Linked DNA regions of Rattus norvegicus: region 1 is linked to region 2. A link is a contact called in public Hi-C data. All regions are on one chromosome and are shown on one strand. The core of a region is the stretch at or near the end of the contact, and the rest is flanking DNA. Distances in the headings are between cores, read along the strand shown.

The links. Hi-C and Micro-C count contacts between places; a contact is called where the count stands out from the background.
Region 1: a contact with region 2 is called in a Hi-C map of the A7r5 cell line, with 7 times the contacts expected there. The contact joins two enhancer-like sites. A contact is called at or near these places in 6 of 12 Hi-C or Micro-C datasets (the A7r5 cell line, the Rat2 cell line, Schwann cells and 3 more) and 1 of 1 datasets of contacts at active chromatin or transcription factors (oligodendrocytes).

What each region holds. Positions count from the first base shown.
Region 1 is chr2:169,512,398-169,516,993 of GRCr8, reverse strand. All of the region lies in intron 1 of LOC134485928 (a long non-coding RNA gene), which reads left to right. Among named protein-coding and RNA genes, the nearest start is that of Ctso, 14 kb to the left of the region's middle. Within about 2 kb of position 2,928, at least 3 of the 93 cell types and tissues checked have an H3K27ac peak or open chromatin away from gene starts, as enhancers often do. A contact at or near this core is called in the A7r5 cell line, where this site is marked.
Region 2 is chr2:169,363,681-169,368,406 of GRCr8, reverse strand. It overlaps LOC134485928 (a long non-coding RNA gene), which reads left to right. Exons shown (of 4, transcript XR_010064325.1): 3 at 1,293-1,433. Among named protein-coding and RNA genes, the nearest start is that of Rnu1-83, 28 kb to the right of the region's middle. Within about 2 kb of position 2,531, at least 34 of the 93 cell types and tissues checked have an H3K27ac peak or open chromatin away from gene starts, as enhancers often do. A contact at or near this core is called in the A7r5 cell line, where this site is marked.

The sequences.
Region 1 (4,596 bases), core at 1,679-4,178, 150 kb before region 2:
ACATCAGGTTACCTTCTTGGAGCCCATGCTGTTTGCCATGAGAAAGACATATCTTCAGGAGCATCCTTCAGCCTGGACACTGAAATGAAGACCTGACATAGCTCATTCCAGTTCAGGAAAGCCTGATGACATCGGCTAATCCACAGACTGTTCACCAACCTAACCATGGAGGGAAAAACGATGGTTTCCACAGTCCATTGAAACTTGGCAGGGGTGTCTGCTACATAACATTCCTGTAACACTGGTAAAGCACTGCTAAAACCTAGCAAATTTATTAAGGAGAAAAAGTAGCGGAAAAATACTTGTTTTATTTCCATCATGAAAAATATTTTCCAATGTCAATATCTAAAAGCAAGTAGCTGGACAGGAGCCACTCTGGCCTGTGAGGTGCTGTATCCTTTCTTCATGCCAGAAAGTACTCCTGCTGGGAAACTGTACAAAGAGACAGTAGTACCTGCCCAGTGGATCTTCCCAGTGAGCTTGTGGAAGAGTTTAAGTAAACCGTGTGTCACGTTTAGAGTTACATATGCAAGTGTTGATTCTTCTAATGTGGCAGGCCTGCCATAATTCCTCTGCATTATTAGAGAATAATCTTGTATTACTTAGCGTTCAGTTCTTTATTATACAGTGGCCATTCAAACAAGGGGGATTGTGGGAACGCCCCCCTCTCCGCAGGATGTGTGCTGAACATTAAAGCATTGCCTGCTCATTTGTCTGTTTTAAAAAAATGCTACCAGGGCATTTGAGTGGACTGAAGGCTCTCGAGTTTTCCTCCTCAGTTTTCAGCCCTGTGAGGAGAATGCTGCTCTCTTTAACGTTACTGGCAGACAGAGGCTCTCAATGTTTGTGAAGATTTGAGTGTTCGGTAATTGTTGCTAATTGCTTCTGCTCTACACTTCACATTGCTACTGCAGAGCTGGCAAAGGACTCCTTGTTGCAATGAATTCCATCTTTGTTTTCAGATACTAATCGATCTTTTGGAAGGGATGAACATCGCTGCTAAAAGCAAGCAGCAATTATAGATCACACTTGGAAGAAAAGTTCTAGCAGATACGTGCATCATCACACACAATCTTGAGATCTGAATTAAAGGCCAAATTATTTTTATTTTCCAAATATTCAGGAAATCCAACCCAGGAGAAAATTTTTTGTGAATAACCTAATACACACACACACACACACACACACACACACACACACACGATCACATTAATAACTCTTATTTCTATCACATTGCACAACCAACAGAAACAAAATTGTTACTATTATTGCAAATAAGTCAGTTAAACAAACATAAGCATAAGCATATTTTCAAAGATAGCTTCAGAAAGAAATACTTTCACATTCTTTACTTAGGAGTATTGGTTTTGAGACTGTGAAGCTAAATCATGTTATATTCAGTATCACCAACCTCAGAGGTTGATAGCAATGGTGTTCAATGAGTAACTTATATGGTGAATGAGATATGATTGCTGAATGGGATCATCTTTTCCTCTGCAGTGACATTTCCTATGCGTTAAAGATAACTGTATACTCAAGTATGAGGTTAGAGACCCCATATTTAGAAGAGCTAAATGAAACGCATGTATGATTTCCCACAGGGAACAAGTAGTGTAAGCTGTGGAGATATTTGTCATATGACTTGAGTTACTGCTAGTTGCCATTTGTAATCTTTGTTCAGCAAAACCCCATAGCATACACCAACACAATAGTAAAAATAAAAATCAGCAAATTTGTAAAGATTTGGAATTTTTTTCTACTTTTCCATCTTTAATGGGTACAATCATACTACCAGGTTTTGTTTGTATTAAATTGAAGCAGTAAGTCATGCTAGTCTATCAAAGTTAACTATCAAAAAAAATGGCCCTGAAGTAGCAATGGCTCCCTTCTTCTGACAGTGACTTTGAAAGTGATGAACTCTGGGATCGCTCATGGTGGTGGCTTAGAGTCTCAGTTCACTAGTAATTAAACATTTCCAAAGGAAACTGACTGGTATTGAGAAAGCACATTTGGACCATTTACGGAGGACAGAGAGTCCTTATCATGCAGAGGCCAGAAGAGAGACCAGGTAACATAGCTCTCCTTGGTATTTTGTGTCTCCAAAAAATTCACACATTTTCTAGATTCTGTGTTGAGGACCTGTCCGTCTGCTGTGGCTCTCTTCAAGGTGGAGGTGGGGTCAACTTGTCTCAAAGGCAATCGAGGTTAGAGGCTATGTTGGAGAGTATGCACCATTAGCTGCCTACATGCAGGGAAGGGCTTAGTCATCAGGGAGAGGTAGCTGATCCTAGGCAGCATAAGCAGTGTTACGTATCTAACAACTGGCTGCAATTCAGCCAAGAGACAGAGCGTGGGGATTTATGGGACCCAAGAACTCTCAGGCTGGTCATTCGAGCTAAGATGGACTGGACCTCAGGCAGCCTGAATGAACTTCAGACACTTTAGATGATGCTTCCTCGGGTTCCCTTGAGTGACCTTGAACTCACAGCCAGTACTGTTCAACAAGCATCATTGGCAAGACGAGATGACAGTAGGAAGAGGAGACCACACTTTCCTTAATCCTTCTGAGTGAGCATTTGGAGCAAGCCAGCTCCATTACTAAGGTTCAGTTGGATGGGGCTTGTACTGTGGAAGGTAAACAAGACCACTTGCAGGCAAATATCTGTACTTTTGACATTTTTTCAACTCTAATGTTTCATAGGATTTCTGTTCTCATTCTACATACTGCAAATAGTATGATCAAATGTGGCTGAGGGCTTTTCCTGGTATTGTATGGATTGTAGGTGTCTGTATCCATGTCTGAAAACTCACAATAGCTTCCAGCCACATATTAAAAAGCACCATGAATCATTGCGGCCAGACATCCTCAGAATCAGACCAGGAAAATAAAAGCCCTGTGCCTGGGGACTGTCTGAGGAGGGTTTGGGGGAGGAGAGGAGGAAGGAAGTCTTAGCCCTCAGGGAAGGCAGCCCTGAGTCATACCAGCTCCAACAGAGATTGCAGCACTAAGATCGTCAGTTTACTGAGAGCAGCCAGGGCAAACATAAAGACTATAAACCATGGAAAGGATGGAGAGTCAACAGGGAAGTCTAGCATTCGGAGCTACGTTTGAATCCCCGGTCACCAGCACAGCTGCCTGTTTGCCTTCTGCTTTCTACATGAGGCAGATGCAGGACATAGAAGATGAGAAACTGGTCACGTGGGTGTAAGAAGAATAAATACCTTTCCCTAGCACAGTGGAACTCTCCAGAGGTAGCTTTAAGCTGCCCTACCACCAGGGAACCCTAGGGCATGGTCTCAGGTGAATTACCAAATTGTGGGAGGGTTCAGATGGAGCCATTCCCTGCTATCATTACAGAGGAATCTATTGAACACCTCTTACATGTGCTTATGCCAGTGACAGCACCAATGTCACTTCACAGCAGGTTTGGCTCGGACACATGAACATCAGTACCTCCCGTGGTACAGTAGCTGATTTCTATTGCACAGGGACAGATGTCTCCATTCCCTGCCTGTATGCTGGTCACTGTCAGGTAAGGGCATAAGGTTTAGGTGTGTGGAGGAGGCAATGACTGGGAGACCTAGGTCTCTCATTAGATAATTTCATGAGCATATTAAACACAGTCAGGAGGGACAGACTGAATTAAGTATGAGACTGAAATTTCAAATTGCACAGGATTGCATTTTCATAGCAATAAATATTCATACCTCATGAAATCTTGCAAGATGACATCCAGTGGTTGGCGAAGAGCATGCAAATGAATGTGTCTGAAAATAGTGACTGGAAAAATGTAAAGTTGTTTTATTTTCATAGCAGCAAGAAACTACTTATAGTGACTAGCATGAAGCTTGGTAGAAGCGATATGAGATAATTGCTAAGGAAGGCACAAAGAAAACTTGCATTTACTAATAAGTATATATTAATACACAATTTGTCTCAGCTCTAGATCTAGTCACCCTCAAGTCTTTTAATAAATAAGACATTTTCCTCTTTATTTACATAGCATGCTGTACCCAATGGACGTTAAATCACTTACCCAGAGATGAACAGCTAATACGTGATGGATGTGGGAAAAACTTAGGTAAATAGCATGTCCAAGCCAGCCCTTATTCTACTGAGCCTCCACTGCCACCAACAGCGGTGTCCAGTCAGACAATGCTTCACACTGAGGGTCTGCTTTGTTTATTGTAGCTCAAGGGATATGAGGGCATCCGTTCAATGTGGTGATTCTAAACAGACATGTCAAATGTCTGCAATCATTCCTTGTCAGTTCAAATCCTCACCCTTTATTTCAAAAGTTAGAAAGATGGTGCAGTCCTGGCATCCCCATGGCTTTCTTTTGTTTGGGTGATGTGCTTGGGTGCCATGGAGACTGTGTCTGCAGACTGATGTGAGCACGCCATTACAAACATTGCCTGTTCTTGCTATGCCCAAGATGAAGAGTTGTGTTAGCCTTGGGTGGCACCCTGCCATCTGGACCCATGCAGGCTTTCTTTCTTGACACATGTTCACCAAGTGACTCACTTCCCCTTTATGAGCTTCTGTTCAGATTTTCCAGTGTCTCTGTCCACTTTCATTTGGAAGAGTAAATGACA
Region 2 (4,726 bases), core at 1,282-3,781:
TACCAATGACCTGTCACTAGGCATACAAACCACTCCGCCAGGCACCACACGCCACAGGAGGTGGTCAACATAAAGCAAACTCTGTGGGATATTTGGAGGTTCTTTGTCTCATGATACTTCCTTACTGCTGTTCTTCTGTTTCCCTTATAGGCCATTTGTGTAGATACTATGATGTCTAATTTTGTGTTTGAGTGGGATTTCTCTGTGTGCAAATATATGTGTCTCTGTGTCTATACATGTTTATTGAGTTTTTCCTCTGGTTCTGTTTCTTTTGTTTGTCTTACCCTGATTTTTGTCTTTATTTTCTAAAATAATAATAATAATAATAATATGACTGTTTGCATCTTAATGAGATAAAGACAACAAGAAATGGTATGGGATTTGGGTGGGTGGGAGGGAGGATATGGGAGGAATTGGTGGCAATGAATCATAATCAGAATATATTATATTAAAAAATCTATTCTCAACCTTTTTTTAAAAAAAGTAACTATTAATACATCTCAGTTGTACTTTCAGTTAGAACTCTACATATCAAAACTTGTGACTTCTGGACCACTGTATGATAATATATGAAATTTCTTCCCAGATCACTGTAATAAATGAAGTACTAGAAAAAAAAACCTATCTTGGTATTTAGATAATGTCTAAATTCATCCCTGTGAAATTTAATTGGTAGAGAAGTTCAGACTGACTGAGAGTCTGAATGTTTTGACTGGATATGCGTTCATGTGGATAGCTCTGGGTCTATTTAATATCTGGAATCAGGGTGCATCATACTTGCTTTTTTTTCTCTAGTTCAGACTCCCATGAAATTTCAGTTAACATGTCTAGAGTTTTACTCACCTTCTTCCTTGTTTGGGATAGTTGGTTCTCATAGATGTTGACAAATGTCTCCACTGTTTGCTAGGGGCAGGGAGCTTAGATTCCTCATTGTCTGATGCCACAATTCTTCAGTTCTTTACTTTACAAGGTTCTTGAAATTTATGGTTTGGATGAAAATTTCTCCCAGTCAAGTCCCTGTGTTATGAGTTTGGGTTCCAGGTTGGCACTGTTAAGAAATGCTAGAAATTAAGTAGCAGGGCTCAGCCTGAGCTCCTGAAGTCACTGACTGCCTATGTCTAAGAGTACTGTGGGATCCCTATTCTTTCTTGCCTCCTGTCTTGACCAGAAAGTATTTGAGTCCATAATGAGGCATGACACTCATCTGGGGTTGAAGGAAGTCGAGCGCCTGATATTAAATTTGAACCTCCAAAACAATGAGCTAAAATAAAGATCTCTCTGATTTTTGATAGGTCCATCTCAAGGTTTGTGTTCTAGTAATTGAAGAGCTGATTAATACACCAAGTCGTCTCAAAGCATACCACGAAGCAAGCAAGCTGACTGGGAGAGTAGAAAAGAGCTGCACCCTAAAACTACACAGAGTTAAGCACCAGGTATTGGAGTAGAGAATCATTGAGCACCTTTTTTCAGGGTGGGCACCCCATTGGAACTGGAAACTCGGAAGGATAGAGCTTAACATCACGTAAAGATAAGTGGTTATGATATTTGTGATGAGAAAGGAGACCTGGAGAGTAAGATTTGGTTTAGCGGGGAAGCAGAAAAGAATCTCAAAAGGGAGCCAAATGACAAACCACTGGAAATCCTATCAAAGGTCTTGGAGAAAATACCTACATCTTTAACATGTTTCCCGAGTCTTAACATGGTCCATGGGCTGGATCGTTTTACAGATTCCCTTCCCTCCAAACACATTTTTTGTGATTCTTTAGATAATTTTCAGAGTCTTAAATGATTTTTACTTTTGACTCCAGAGATTTTGCTCTCTCTCTTTGGAAGGGATGGCCTTCCTTGTTTTCCCCTGAGGGTCTCCACCTAACTAGAGGAAGCTAGCTAGTATCAGGATTTTAGGTCAAATCTTACTGACATGTTATAAGCAATTTCCTATTTCTATTGTCATCATTATTTTTAATCATGGTTATGTTATTTCAATATTTATGCTTGGAATTACTAATGTTACTAATTGACAGAGTGCAGTTCAAACTTCAATAACATAAATGGATTATATCTACCTACCTACCTCGACTGCCAAGTAAAATGCCTCATGAACTACAGGCCCTTAGCTACTTCTTCACAAGAAATAAATAGAGTCGTCCATAGGATAGATAATGACATAAGTTGGAGGGAGGGAGGGAGAGAGAGAGAGAGAGAGAGAGAGAGAGAGAGAGTTTATTTGAGGCAGATGTTTGCTATGGAGAAAGTCGCCGAAGAGTCAGGAGAATCAGGGGAACCCTAAATTTCCGACTTACAAACTTGATAGGGCAAGATGACAAGGAAAGATACCATTACAAAATGGAGGGACTAACTTTACAAATGTATCAGCCAAGACCCTCTACTGAGGATCGAGAGAGAACACAATGCCAGATTGACTCCCAAAACACACCCTCCTTATAAAACAGCTCTGTAAACGTCGCATGATACCAAATTTGCCAATAGAGGGCGCGAGAGTCACGCTGAAGAAAAAAATTTTTTTTTTTTCTTTCTGTTAGTCTTCCTCTGAGTGGCTTTGCTTTGGCGTTACCCTTCTGGCTTCTGATGCATTATTCCGTACATGATGTGGGTGTGTGGTGAGAACATGTGGTAGCCTTTTTATCCAGCCACGTATCCAGAGGACACGGTGACCTCATAGGCTCAGATCAAGCCCTATGATCACCTTCAGAAAGTTACACTTGAAGCATTCTGATACTGAATGCTCCAGGCTTAGAGTCTTTAGCAGCACCAGGACTTCCTCTGTGGGTTTGCTTAATGGGCTGAATGCCCGCACCCAGCAGGCTGGCTCATTTCCTTCCTGTCTGCTGAGTGTGGACCAGCTTCCACCCAGAAACACCAGTAGCCCAGTTCTGCCATTCCCAGAGCCTCAACCACTCCTTCCCAAACAAGCTGCAGGCCTAAACAAGCAGGGGATTTTCCTGACCAAGTTTGCTCTTCCTTTGGGCAGCCCTAATCTCTCTCAAATGCGATCACTATATCCCTCACAGCTGATCAGTTAACCCTCACAGCTGATTATCTCCGTAACATGGAGTTTCTCCGGTGAAATTTACTCACTCTCTCTGCTTCCTAACGAGATTAAGGATGAGACAAGAATTTATAATTTAAAGTAAAAAGCCTTTATCACAGGGACTTTGTTATACATTTCTGAATTGCCAAGAACAAAACCAGGAGTCTTGTGTAGATTAGCATGTGTAGATTAGCATGTGATGCAGTAGTCTGGGGAACAGGGAGAAGACATACCACTCAGAGTCACAATGACCCATCAGAGGAAAACTCGGTGGACTTCGCCAGGCGAAGGCATTCTAGTTAGAGTACTTGTTGGGCATTTCCTTTTCCTAATAAACCAATTGCTTGTAATCATCTGATCAGTTGAATTATCGAGAAATTACTAAGTAAAGGGACCTAGAAAGTGCATCCAGAGTTGTGAAAAACTGTAGATCCAGAGAAGAGTTAATAATGAGCCCAGAGACCACCCGCTGGTGTTCCAGGGGAGGCTGCCCTGTTTGGCCTGTTTGCCGGGTTTACTAACATAGCTGGCTCCTCCGAATGGAGCTTGCTCTTGTTGGAAACAAGCATGCACGACTTTGAACACAGAGTTAAGACTGTATCCTTCCATGTATAGAACTTTTGATGTGTGAATTCCACACGCAGAAATAACTCCAAGAACAGATGGTAGTCAAAGAATACATTTGCACAAAATAACATTTCACATGAGTAATGCTTCTGATTCAAATATGAGTACTTATGAGTTTGTGTAAATTGCTTTTTAATGATGTCTGTGTTTCTAGCTAACATTCCCAACCCTCAAGCTATAATTAATTGATAACTACTCATAAATGACAAATTAGTCTTCTCCAAAAGATGCTCACTGGGTATACAAACCACTCTTAAAGCCAGGTCTGGTGCCCAGAAGTACACGACCACCCCAAAACAAACTCAATGGTAGTTTTGGGGTGTTTGGTTATTGTTGTTATTGTTTTGGTTTGGTTTGATTTGGTTTTGCTTTTGTTTCTCCATGATATGTCTGGGCATTTTATTTTCTCAATTTTTCCTTTCCCTATAGGCATTTTGTTTATATAACCTGGAGGCTTCCTTCTGATTTTGGGTTTTTAATGAGATTTCTGTGTTTGCCAATGTGTATGTCTCTACATCGATATGTGTTTCTTTTGAGTATTCTTTGATTTTCTTGTGAAATCTTTTTTGTGTTTGTTTTGTCCTATTTAGGTTGTTGCTTGTTTGTTTATTACTATTATTACTATTATTATTATTATTATTTTAATGCTCACTTATTTTCTTTTGAGAGGGAGCAAGAAAGGATATGGATGTGGGTGAGTAGGGATATGGGGCAGATCTGGGACTGATTCAGAGAAGGAAAACCATAATCAGAATACATTACATGAAAATAACAAAACTTTTCAGTAAAAACACAAATAAAAGTTTGTGTTTAACAATTGATTTTTGGAAGTTGTAGCTCTCCCAGCACACAATCTAATTTGGGGGGCATTCTAAAGGAAATAAAGAGAGAAAAATTCAGTACATCGGTCTGCCATCTTGGAAAGTAGTTCAAAGTGAAGAGATTTAGGAGTTACCACGTAGGATAGGCCACCAGAAATCACATGAGAGACCAGCAGTCTTGGCTGTGAGCAGTATATGGAATAGTTTCAGCTGCAGACACGGCAGA